Regions from separate parts of the Rattus norvegicus genome. Here region 1 is linked to region 2. The links are chromatin contacts, called in public Hi-C maps. All regions are on one chromosome and are shown on one strand. The core of a region is the stretch at or near the end of the contact, and the rest is flanking DNA. Distances in the headings are between cores, read along the strand shown.

Evidence for each region. A called contact is a pair of places that touch in the nucleus more often than the background predicts.
Region 1: a contact with region 2 is called in a Hi-C map of the Rat2 cell line, with 4 times the contacts expected there. The contact joins two enhancer-like sites. A contact is called at or near these places in 3 of 12 Hi-C or Micro-C datasets (the A7r5 cell line, the Rat2 cell line and Schwann cells).

What each region holds. Positions count from the first base shown.
Region 1 is chr4:11,967,829-11,973,760 of GRCr8, reverse strand. No RefSeq gene overlaps it. Among named protein-coding and RNA genes, the nearest start is that of Klhl7, 23 kb to the right of the region's middle. Within about 2 kb of position 3,455, at least 27 of the 93 cell types and tissues checked have an H3K27ac peak or open chromatin away from gene starts, as enhancers often do. A contact at or near this core is called in the A7r5 cell line, where this site is marked.
Region 2 is chr4:11,807,040-11,813,004 of GRCr8, reverse strand. All of the region lies in intron 1 of LOC108350647 (a long non-coding RNA gene), which reads right to left. Among named protein-coding and RNA genes, the nearest start is that of Nup42, 85 kb to the left of the region's middle. Within about 2 kb of position 3,689, at least 33 of the 93 cell types and tissues checked have an H3K27ac peak or open chromatin away from gene starts, as enhancers often do. A contact at or near this core is called in the A7r5 cell line, where this site is marked.

The DNA.
Region 1 (5,932 bases), core at 2,206-4,705, 160 kb before region 2:
GCAAATGCCTTACAATTTCTTCTGTGACAAAAAAAAAGTCATGTTATCCCTTCTGTGGTGGAGTATGTGATGCAGAGAAGCCTAAAGTCATTTCTTGGGTCATGTTCAGTTGGTGTTTGTTTGTTCTGTTTGCTTGTTTAAGACAGTTTTCCTGTATAGCCCTGACTGTCCTGAACTCACTCTGTAGACCAGGCTGCCCCCGAACTCAGAGATCTTGCCTCTGCCTCCGAAGTGCTGTCCTAAGTATGCCTTGAGTTAAAGGTATGCCTTGCTTATGAGCAATTACATTTGGCTCAGAGTAAGCTCTCTTTTATTCTTTTTAAAGTGAAAACGGTATTTCGCACCAACAATCATATTCCAGTGCTAGAAAAGCTCCAACAGCAAGAATAATTCATAATTTATTGGGGTTCATATGCTTATTTAATTTACCGAATATCTACTATTTGCCATACAAACAGAATCCCCTTGGCCCTGCCACCAAGATTGCTATTAATCTTGGAAGAAATGAACGGTTCTGACTCACATTGGTTGCAAAGACATCTAAAGAGGGACTGACCAGTCTGCCTGAACAAAACATAATCCAGAGTTATCTGGTAAGCCAAGGCTGCTGCCAAACACTCAAAATAGATCTCACACATTCCAGGTCCTAAAAGTCATGTTGAATGTGTACATCAGACGCTGGGAACACACCCATTACAGTGAAATAGTAGCTTCTTTTTAAAGAGAGGTTTGGAGAAGTTAGTTCTAGAATGAGCGTTGAGTGGGGGACATGGTGCATCCTGGAAGCCATGGCTCACCCAGTTCTCCTGATGAATATTGTAACTAAGTTTCCAAAGTGTACTTGACTGCCAATCCACAGCTGATAAAAGCCTAAATGGGTTGCAAAGCTGCAGGTCACCCTCAAGCATTTGATAAGATGCTAAACAGTCTGCGGAGAAAGTCGCCCGTGAGACACCACAGTTTTCTTGCCATGTAGAGCACTTGCCAGAAGCTGAGAGCAGCCCACAGTACGCTTGGTGGAGATGGTTGAGCGTCTGGAGTGTGGCTGTGTCTCTGGAGAGCCAGAGAGCAGGAAGTCGATGAGTGAAATGGTAGGAGAAGAAAGTGGAGTCTTCCTTTACCGTTTCCAGTGGTTGGCTGGCAGGGTTGCAGGTGCTAGGGTGAGTGCAAGCTGGATTCACAGTTCCCCCCAGTCTTGGCTTGAGAAAGAAGTAAATTGAGAAGTTTATCTTGTTCTCCTACGATGTGGAAGAAAGAGCAGGTACAGTGACTCTCGTTGCCAGGCACAAAGGATGCCAAGGCGAGGAGCTGGAGGGAACTGCCTGGGGTTAGCTGATTCTCAGCCCTTTCAAGTCAGTGCCTCCTCAGGCAGACAAGAGGAGGTGGAGGAGCAGGGTGGCCTAAGAAGGATGAATCCTGTGTGACTGTTAATCTTCACTGTTAATTTGACTGGATGTAGAATCACCATAGAAACAGAGCTCCAGGTGGGACTGTGAAAGTGTTCTAGAGAGGTTTTGAATATGGGTGACACTATTCCCTTGGTTTGGGTTCTCAACTGAAAACAAACAAGAAAGCATGCTGAGGACCAATGTTCATTACCCTCTGCTTCTTGTCAGCGACTAAGTTGTCACTAGCTGGGCATGCTCCTGCCTCCACGCCTTTCTGTCCACACTCAAGCTGAGAACCAAAATAAAACCTTCTTTAGGATGCTTTTGTCAAGTGTTCTGCAATGAGAAGATAATGCAGCATCTTAGAGGGGTGCCCTGGGAACCGCCAGCCCCTGCAGCCCCCTTGCTTTAGCACTCTCACAGATGGCTCCTGTGGGCGGGAGCTCTCAGTCCCACAGGTTTGCTGAGCTTCTCCTTGTTGTCGTCTCCCAGTGTTGTGTCCAATCTTTCTTTCTTTCTTTCTTTCTTTCTTTCTTTCTTTCTTTCTTTCTTTCTTTCTTCCTTCCTTCCTTCCTTCCTTCCTTCCTTCCTTTCTTTCTTTCTTTCTTTCTTTCTTTCTTTCTTTTCCATGACTGATGTTCTCTCCACGGTCCCCAATTCTTGATAGATTTCACATGCTCTTTCGGCAATATGGCTACGTGAAGTCACTTAGGTGTAGTTCCAATCGTCTCTGGTTCAGTGAGGTCTCAGAAGCTTGCTTCCCTGAAGGAAAGCTCTTCGTGTGGTCCGTATCTTTATCAGCTCCTAGCATGAACCTGGTGAATGAAGCATTTGGTGAAGTTCTTCAAAGACGGACATCCAAGCTCAGGATAGGAAGGCAGGAACATGTAGATATACACATGGCTGGAGAAGGGAACTCAAGGAAGTCCAGGTTTTCTGGCAGTCCGTGGTCTCCACAGTCTGTGAGAGGGATTGGTGGGGGAGGTCATCATGGCAGCAGCTGAGAAGTGCCCGGGCGGTAGCACGACTTGGGGTTCTTTAAGAATGTAAACCATGAACTGTCAGGCTCCGATCTGCCCTGCTCAAGTTCACTCAGTAGATGAGTGTTTGATCCCACTGGGGAAAACCTACTTCTGCATTCGGGGTTAGTATAATAAAGTAGGAACGTGGGCTTCTGGGCTTCAGTGCTGTCCACTCCCCACCCTCATCCCCATTAAAACACTGCATGCTGTCCATTTTCCTCCTGTGACTGTAAAACATTAAGCTAGCATCCCCACACCCTCTCTCTGAGTTACGAGCTCATTGTGCGTCCCAGGCCAGCCTTGAGTTCACCATCCTACTGTCAGCTTCCTGAGTCCCACAAGACTCATATTAGAAGCATGCCCCCCTCACACCTAGCTTCCACAGCAAGTCCTTTTTGAAAAAGAAAATATTTCTAATTAACTTTGACAATTTCACACATTCACATGTTAGCATTTTGTCTAAGCTCCACTCCACAGTTACCTAGCAACAGCCAGGTATGCCTGACTCACTATAAAAGGGGCTGCTTGCTTCCTCCTCGCTCTCTTGCTCTTGTCTTTCTGCTCCTGCTCTGTCCCCTCACCTCTTCCCCTCCCCTCTCCATTCCCTTCCTCCCTCTCTCCCCACATGTTCATGGCTGGCTTCGTCCTCCTCCTCCTCCTCCTCCTCCTCCTTCTTCCTCTCTCTCTCTCTCTCTCTCTCTCTCTCTCTCTCTCTCTCCCTGCCTTTCTTTCTCTGCCTCTATTACCCTCTCAACTCCCCTCTCCATGCCCTGAATAAATGCTATACTATACCGCTGTGAGGCTGGTCCCTCAGGGGGAAGGGATGTCTCAGCATGGGCCTACTGAGGCACCCACTTCCCCATACCTCACTAACACATCCACCAAAACATATCTCCCTTCTCTTTATCTTTTTACAGACACATCAGTATATATTTATACATATATGAATATACAGATGAGTACATTCAGGCTGTGTGTTTGTAGGCGATGCGGGCAAGGCCTATCCAAAGCTTCTGTGCTTGGCTATATCAGGAGAGGCTATGTCAGGGCACAAGAATGTGCCCCACCACGCCTGCCGCCTCTCCGGCATCCGGCACAGTCCCTGACCAGGCTAGCTAACCACCTCCCAAATGCTGGAATTGCAGGCACGCCCGCTACACCCAATCTGCGAGGTGCTGGGATCCAAGCCAGAGCTTTGTGAATGATAGGTAAACAACATGTCAAGAGGGAGAACTCCAGCCTTGCCTGCCACTCTTAGGCAAATTGCTTCATCTCTCAAAAGCTGTCTCTTTACCTGCAAAATGAAGCCGGTAGCATTCCCTATGCTGAGTGCTGTTCTCTTTGAATGAGACAGTGATGCTATTCACAGTGCCTGGTACACAGTGAGTATTCAGCTGCTGCAATGGCTTTTTACTCTGTTCACAAGTTTCAGTCTTCCTCAGGAAGTAATCTATGTCCTTCAATTGAGTATCTCAGAGCACTCTCCTGCTGGGCTTCTGACGACAACACTGGAAAGTACCCAGGAGCAAGAAGTAGGTCTTATACATCCAGAATTCCCTCAGGTACTGGGCTACTCTCTGTAATCCACTTCCGAGGACGCCTGGGCTAGGAAATGTGGACGCTCGCTCTCATCCTTGTGTGTGTTGTTAGTAAATGGCTTTGAAGGAAACAAAATAATCAGAAGAGTTTGATAGTTTATATAACGAGAAGAGATGTGTTTGCAGTCTTTCACACCGCCCCAACTAGGCTTCACATAAATATTTATACCGCTGAATCAAGGTGGCTGTGCGACAGATACTCTATCAGAGCCAACTTTGACTCTCATTTAGCAAATGTGAGGCACAGCTAAATGCTTGGACTGAAATCCATTCGTAGCATGATTTATTGTCATGGTGTCTTTTAAAACTAAAAATGGCATTGCAATTTCACAAGTTATGGTTGAAGTGAATTGGTGTATGACCCACAGGCGATCAGCCAATTATGGAATTTTAAGAAATACATCAACCCCATTAGATTTCAATTTTTTTGAGGATATTTGAGAGACTGCTTTTCACTCCTGACTCTTTCTCTTTAGAATTTATAAACACACACACACACACACACACACACACACACTCACACACTCACACACACACACACACGCCCCTTTTTGGATGAGGATGAGGTTATAACTAAATTACACTTTTTTAAAAAATCAGCTGAAAGTGGAACAGTGAATATATTTGTTTGTATGTTAGCTAGGGGGCGGGGAAAGAACCATCATGCTCCTGGATGCAAGCATGAAAACATGTATCTGAACAGCCTACACACTGCTACTTTGACTTTTGAGTTTAGTTTTTCGACAAGGTCTCATGTCGCTAGCCTAGATTGACCTCAAATTCACTATGTAGCCAAGGATGACCTTGAATCAGGTTGACCTGATCCTCCTGCCTGCACCTTCTGCGTGCTTGCTGGGATTATAGGACGTGTCAATAGAATGGCTTACTGTCTTGTTGAAAGAATTCTCTCTTCTTACATTACCCTTTCAATGTCATGGGGAAACATATGGTGGTGAAGGCTCCTGGTATAGCCTTTTTACCTACACTGAAGCCTTAGAAATAGGAAAAGCAAAGCAATCCTCTCCCTTGGAAAAACCTTAAATTTAAGATATGTAAGAAAAAACCATAGTTAGTGATTGACTGACTGAATCAGTTAAGTGAAGAGCCAAGCCCACTTCTGCTTTCCTCTTCTTTCAAATTCAATGTTGTGTTTGGCTAAGCTTGGTTCAGAGGGGATAATCAGTAGATGTGTAGGAAACGAGGGAGATGAGGGACTATCTCCACAATTAACAAGACACTAAGACCCTGAGGGAATCGTGACCGTTCAATCAATCACTAATTAAGAAAAGACACTCCAGGAAGAGACGCTGAGGCACACACGCCCCTTCCTTTCTAGCCTCCACCTTGGATCCTGCAGCTGCCGTGAAGCTGATGCCTAAGAATCTGACTGACACCTGTAAGCTTCTTTTTAAGGTGGCGATAGTTGCCAAGAAAGAAGTTTACACTTCCCGCTGGAGGACAAGAGTCTGCCCAACCTTCATGCAATGCAGGACATGTAGTCTCTCAAGTCTCTCAAGGCCATGTGAAGGAGCAGTTTGCCTGGAGGTATTTCTGTTGGTACCTTATGCATGGGAGTATCCAGTATCTCCAAGATCATGCCTGCCACCCTGCGCAGCAGCTGTCCAGCTGGCAGGCCTCGGCCCTAAGATCCAGAAGGTGAGTGGCTTGTGAGATTCACAAGAGGGGAGGCAGACAGAGCAGCCTTCAGAAGGAGCGCTGTGCCCCTGGAGCTGACAAGAAAGCTAAGACAATGAATTCCAGTTTAGAGGCAGCTTTGGTAGTGGATGTGGTCAGCCACCTCAGTGAAGTAGTGATTATGTTGTGTTAAATAAACTTTAAAGAGAGAAGGAAGGAAGGAAGGAAGGAAGGAAGGAAGGAAGGAAGGAAGGAAGGAAGTAAAAGAAGAACGGACAGAAGAAAGAAA
Region 2 (5,965 bases), core at 2,440-4,939:
AGATGAGGCCTGTGTGGCTGGTGTTGATGGCTGCTGGCCTAGATTCAGTGAGAGACTTTATCCCAAGGGAATGAAGTATCAACAGTGAGACGCCCAAGGTCTTCCTCTGGAGTGTGAGCATGCGTGGGTCTGGAGAAAAGAAGCTGCCAAGTGTTTAATGCAGACATGTGACCTTAGGGAAACTGGTAGCTCAGGAGAAGAAGGAGTCAGGGACAGACTGCATCCCAGAACTGACATCACGGCTGAGGAACAGAGCAAGGGATGGAAAGAGGGGGAGGTGCCCCAAGGCCAGTGGTGGGCCACCGAGGGAAGTTGGAACCTTGTCTTGCGGTCCAGGCTGCCACAACTGGAAGGGGACGAGAGGAACCAGCTTCCATCCTGCTGTAGACCCTGGAATTGGAGAGACATGACCTGCAGAAGTCTGTCCCCGAAACAGAACGAGGGGACGCGAGGGGTGGGGTCCTAGAGTCCAGAGTTCTGAAGGTACAGTCAAGCACACGTGACTGTGAAGGTTAACTCGGTACCCAGCAACCGAGAGAGACGGAGAAACCTTTCCTTGGACTGTACCTCTAGGGAGTGTGCAAACAGAAAAGAAAAATCAATCACTTACTGCAAGTAAAGGTCCACCCACTCCTACCAGGGATACTCGCCTGCCCCTCCTGTGTATAAAGGAAAGTCCCAGACCTATGCAGCCACAAGCTTGCTCACGCCCTCTGCTGCAGCCGTGTTCATAACCGTGCCGCACCTGACACCCCCTGCCGCGTAAAGTACACCCTGTCCTCCCTCTCACTCTTAGTAAGTCCACCGCTGCCACTCTGTGTTTTGCTTAGGTCCTTGTTCCAGACACAAAGGACCTGGGCACCATGCCACAGATGACCCCAGAGGTCCTCCTGGATCATTTTAGTAAACAGACCCAGTAACCCTGGTGGAAGGTCAGGGAAAGGTGACGCCTCTGTCCCCTCTGACCACAGGCACTACTGCTCCTTAAGCAGTTTCAGGGCCATCTGCCCCCAGACCAACTGGGCTCAGACAGACACAACATCCGTCTGGAAACAAAGTCACACCCATGGGTAAAGGCTCTGGGGATGGGGGTCGGGGTGTGCTTCTGGCCAAGTCCTTTGGGGTGGCAGACTTGGTTTGATGATGGTCCTGAATTGACAGCTCCCAGGCTGCAGAGTGTGGATGAGCAGGGGAGAGACCTGGGTTACCTGGGACACGTGTGTGTGTGTGTGTGTGTGTGTGTGTGTGTGTGTGTGTGTGTGTATATGTGTGTGTATATGTATGTGTGTATATAGTCTGTGTGTGTCTGTGTGTATGTGTGTATATGTAGTCTGTGTGTGTGTCTGTGTGTGTATATGTGTGTGAATACATGTGTGTCTGTATGTGTCTGTGTCTGTATATGTATATGTGTGTATGTGTGTGTCTCTGTATGTTTCTGTGTGTGTATGTGTGCTTGTGTATGTGTGTGTGTCTGTGTGTATGTGTGTGTCTGTGTGTGTATATGTGTGTGTGTCTGTGTGTGTATATGTGTGTGTATATGTATGTGTGTATGTAGTCTGTGTGTGTCTGTGTGTGTCTGTGTGTGAATACATGTGTGTCTGTATGTGTCTGTGTCTATATATGTATATGTATGTGTGTGTCTCTGTATGTGTCTGTGTGCTTGTGTATGTGTGTGTGTATGTGTGTGTATGTCTGTATGTATGTGTGTGTATGAGTGTGTGTGTGTTTATAGACCAGAAGACATTCCCAGGAGGAAGAGCCTTGCTCAACCAACCACCCACCTGTGCCTCACCAGGAACAGAGACGCTCTCCCCCTGCACAGACACTCCGGCATGAGCCCCAAAAGCGTGGGAATACAAACTGAAGGGAACGTGGGGTCTGAGGAGAGCTCCCCCTGCCTGCCCTGAGCCATGTTTGCAAAGATCCACAGACGTCCCAGCCAGAAGACAGAGCAGAGGACATGAGCAAGGGTGTGTCCCGCCCACCTGCCTCTCTGCCGCCCTGATCCATCCCAGCCCCATGTAAAGCAGAGTGTGATTTTGTTTGTGGCTCCTCCGATGCCAGGTGGGGATGCAAATACGAAAGCTGCTTTACATAAGGAAGAGGAAGCCATGTGGGCATGAGAGCCTGTTGCTTTAGAGGCCTCTGGGAGAGGGAAGGGAAGGAGGTTGTGACCACCTGTCCTCTGTTCTCCCAGACAAAAGCCCTGGCCCAGGGTCAGAGGGGCTCTCTACGGACCTTTCCCAGAGGGAGGAACATGGAGATCTATCCCAAGACATGAGACAGACAAACACAAACTTGGTTGTCTGAAGGACAGAACAAGATGGAGCATTCTGGAGCAGAGGCTGGGGATTGTCTGGGACCTAACTCCATGAAGGAGGACCTGGACCCCGAGCCTTGTGGAAGGAGTCCCTGCTAGGGTAGGAGTCTGGCGCCACCTAGCTCTGCATAGTCACGTAGGAGCCACATGACCTCTGAGGCCCCACTCTCTATAGCAGGAAGACGTCTAGCTGACTTTCAAGCCTGCTCTTTCCAGGTTTGCCAGCAAGTAGTTCATCGTGTCCCTGGCCTGGCTTCTCGGTGTCAGCTCAGACCATGATCCCATGGCCACCCTGTCTGTCCTCAGGTGTTCGTCCGCATGGCCACCGCCTCCCCACCTCACCTACTTCCTTGACCCCCTAGCAAGGCAAAGCCTAGCATGGCAGTTCTCAGACCAGCCCTTCCTGCAAACCCTTGCCTTCCTCCCACACACTCATGAAGAGGCCTGCAGACCACTGGCATCTCGGATTTCAGCTTTTGCTCCTGACTGGAAGATAAGAAGTTGTCTCCTTGTTACTTTCAGCTGCAGCTTCTCTGAGGGTCTCTGCCATCTTGTCTCTGAGGCTTGGAGCCGCACTTAGTCCGAAGGGTGGTTACACTGAGGGCCGAGGGGTCCCAGAACCCAGGGAGCCATTAGCAAAGGGTCCCCTAGAGAGAAAACAGCCCATCACTTGCAGTGGCCAGTGTGGGTGGCAGCGTGTGTGCCCAGTGTGGTGAGACTCTCTGCCATCCTCTAAACCTTGAAGAATGCCGGTGGGAGCCGTTATCGGCCATTTCAGAGTTTCTTTGGGACATTTGTTTTGTTCTAGAACTCAAGCTTCACTGGACCTCATGGCAGCGCTTCTTGCCTCAATTTCCTGAGAGCTGGGATTACAGGCCTGAGCCACCATACCCAGTCCGGTTTCAGGGTTGTACCCAAGGTCGGCAGAAGGAAGTATTAATAAGCTACATTAAAGCCACTCCACCCACGGCTCAAACCACCGCCAATCAATTCTGTACGAGCCGCTGCCAGGTCAGGCTCCCTGGGTGTTGATTTCCTGCTCCGGAGTATCAGTGAGTCATCTGCCTCCTCCTCTCCACTTTAACTGTGGCTCTGAGACCCGAGAGTCTGCAGAAGCGAGGTCACATGGCGTCTTTATTTAGTAGCCGGTTCCCAACTGGCAGGAGGGGAAGGACAGCCAGACACTTCCTAGAAACAGCTCCCTTTCAATTTCCGGAGCCCACAGCAGCTAGGAAGCTCGATGGTGTCTTAAATTCCTGGACTCCATGTCGGGCCGCTGACGTTCAAGACTTGGGGTGCTGACTAAAGGATGGGCTGGGGCAGAGACGCAAACGACAGGAAACAGACTTCCAGAGGGTAGGGCTTTGTGCCATGTGGCCACCAGGTGGCGCCCAGCGCTTCAAACTGCTAACATCAAGGGGCCAGGCTGGAGCCCTGTTAATCTCTCACAGATTAGTGCCGAGATGTTATGCCCCCAGGTGGGAGGCAGAAGCATGACCAAATGTCGCAGAATTATCCTGCATTCATTTAGACCAAGTTCATGTGAATGTCACGAGAAACTAAATTAACAACGAATTCCACGGGGGAGTTTTACTTCTATGTAAAACTCAGATCTGGCTGGTATAGGTTTCCCTCACAGCCTCCCAGACCAACATCTGAGCACACACACCATATCTGAGAGGACAAAGGACGGCAAGGCCCCCACTTCAAGACTTTTCAAGCACCTCTTGGGAAGGCATCACATACCTATAATCTCAGCACTTGGGAGACTGAGGCAGGAGGATCACCACAAATTCAAGGTGAGCCGAAGCTACAACTGTGACCCTATTTCAAAAACCAAGCAAGGAGGTCCACAGACATCATCTGTACCTATAAATCATGAATTGTAACCCAGCCACATGAGGCCTCTGGGAACTGGAGTCCTATGCACAAACATTGCTGAATTAAATAATTAATAATTAAGTCCCGGCTACGGGTTCTCTATCCACTTCAATGGTCTGTGTTCCCAAAGGAAAGACACATGTCTTAGTCACCACAATAGCTGGGCTACTGCTTAACCTCCACTGATAGAGTCTACCTCTTACTGATAATTCCAAGTCACAACTTAACTAAATTCTGTGTTCTGTCTTGGCTGCTCTGGAGTCAGAGAGCTACCCAACTGGGCCTTGCTCTGGGCCGCGCTCTCCCAGCTCCTTCACATGGTGGCCATGCCTCTCTGTCCTTCACTCTTCTCAGACATGGCATTTCTCCTCTCCACACTCTCCTGTCATGGCAGATCTTCCCTCTCCTTCTTCCTCTTAGCCCAAAGCCTGGGAAATTCTAAAAGTCCCGGTTCTGTCTGCCCTGCCCAGTCATTGGCTGCTGACATCTTTATTTACCAACCAGAACCAACTGGGGACAGGGTTCCTCAGCATCTTAACTGCGGACATGCAGACGATCGATCGTGCAAACAATTTGGGGGCCCAAATTAACATTAGAATGCAAGCAGCATAGGCCAAACCCACTACATTTCTCCCGTTCTCTCCAATTAAAAACACTCCTTTCTCTCGGACATAAATTGGACACGATTATAACAATTGTGCACATTATAAAGTATGTATACGCTTATAACATCTAGTCCATCATCTTTGGCAATTTAGATAAAGTATTCTATCTATCTATCTATCTATCTATCTATCTATCTATCTATCTATCTATCATCTATCCTAACTTAAAGAGTTTAAAATTCTGTACCTGAATTCTGTTTAATTTTAATCTGTTTAATTGTAATACCATCTGAAAACTATCCTTTCAAATCTAGAACCTCTTCTCTAATGTTAGATAACTTAAGTTCAATTATGAGACTATAACTAGTCTTCAATCCCGTCAGAGATCTGAGAAGGAATTAAATATTAACTGACTATGTAGGAAGCACAAAAGCATAGATTCCAGAGCTGCCTGGACAGTCCCCAGTATCCCTTATAATGTTGGAGCATTGGTCTTCAGCCTCTGGCCCAGAACATCTGACAGACCTTAACTGAAGCAGGAATTAAGAAAGTTCAGCTTACCCTGTCTTGGCAGAGCTTAACAGTAAACTACCCGGCATCCGATTTGCCCTTTTCTGGACAGCATTTGTCTGCAGAATGAATGAGGGTATTTCTTGCCCAGTGGCTTGCTTGCCACAATTGAAGTGACTCCTATCGGAGGTAATGATGCTCAATATCTTCTCTGAAGTGTGAGGGGGTGCTGTCAGAAGCAGACACGTCTCCTAGTCAAAATTTATAGATAGATAGATAGATAGATAGATAGATAGATAGATAGATAGATATAGATATAGATATCATATATATGATATCTAAAGTACACCCCCAAGTAATTTCAGGGTTCAGTTTTTGGGAAAGCACCAACATCCACCTCACTGTTGAGGTCACTGAACGCCTGTGCCTGCCGCCAGTTTTCCTGAGCCCTATAGCTCCCCACGTCTGAGGCCCCGCTCCCCTGCCTGCCTGTGTTCTGATGCTTCTTCCAGACTTGAACGTCACCATCTGTCTCCGTGTCCCATGAGAATCTCACCTCCAATGTGTCTAAGCCAGCTCTCAGCCACATACCAGTTCTGTGCTCCCTGAATGGAAAAGCCATAATTGTTTCTCAGTTTCATTGCATGCT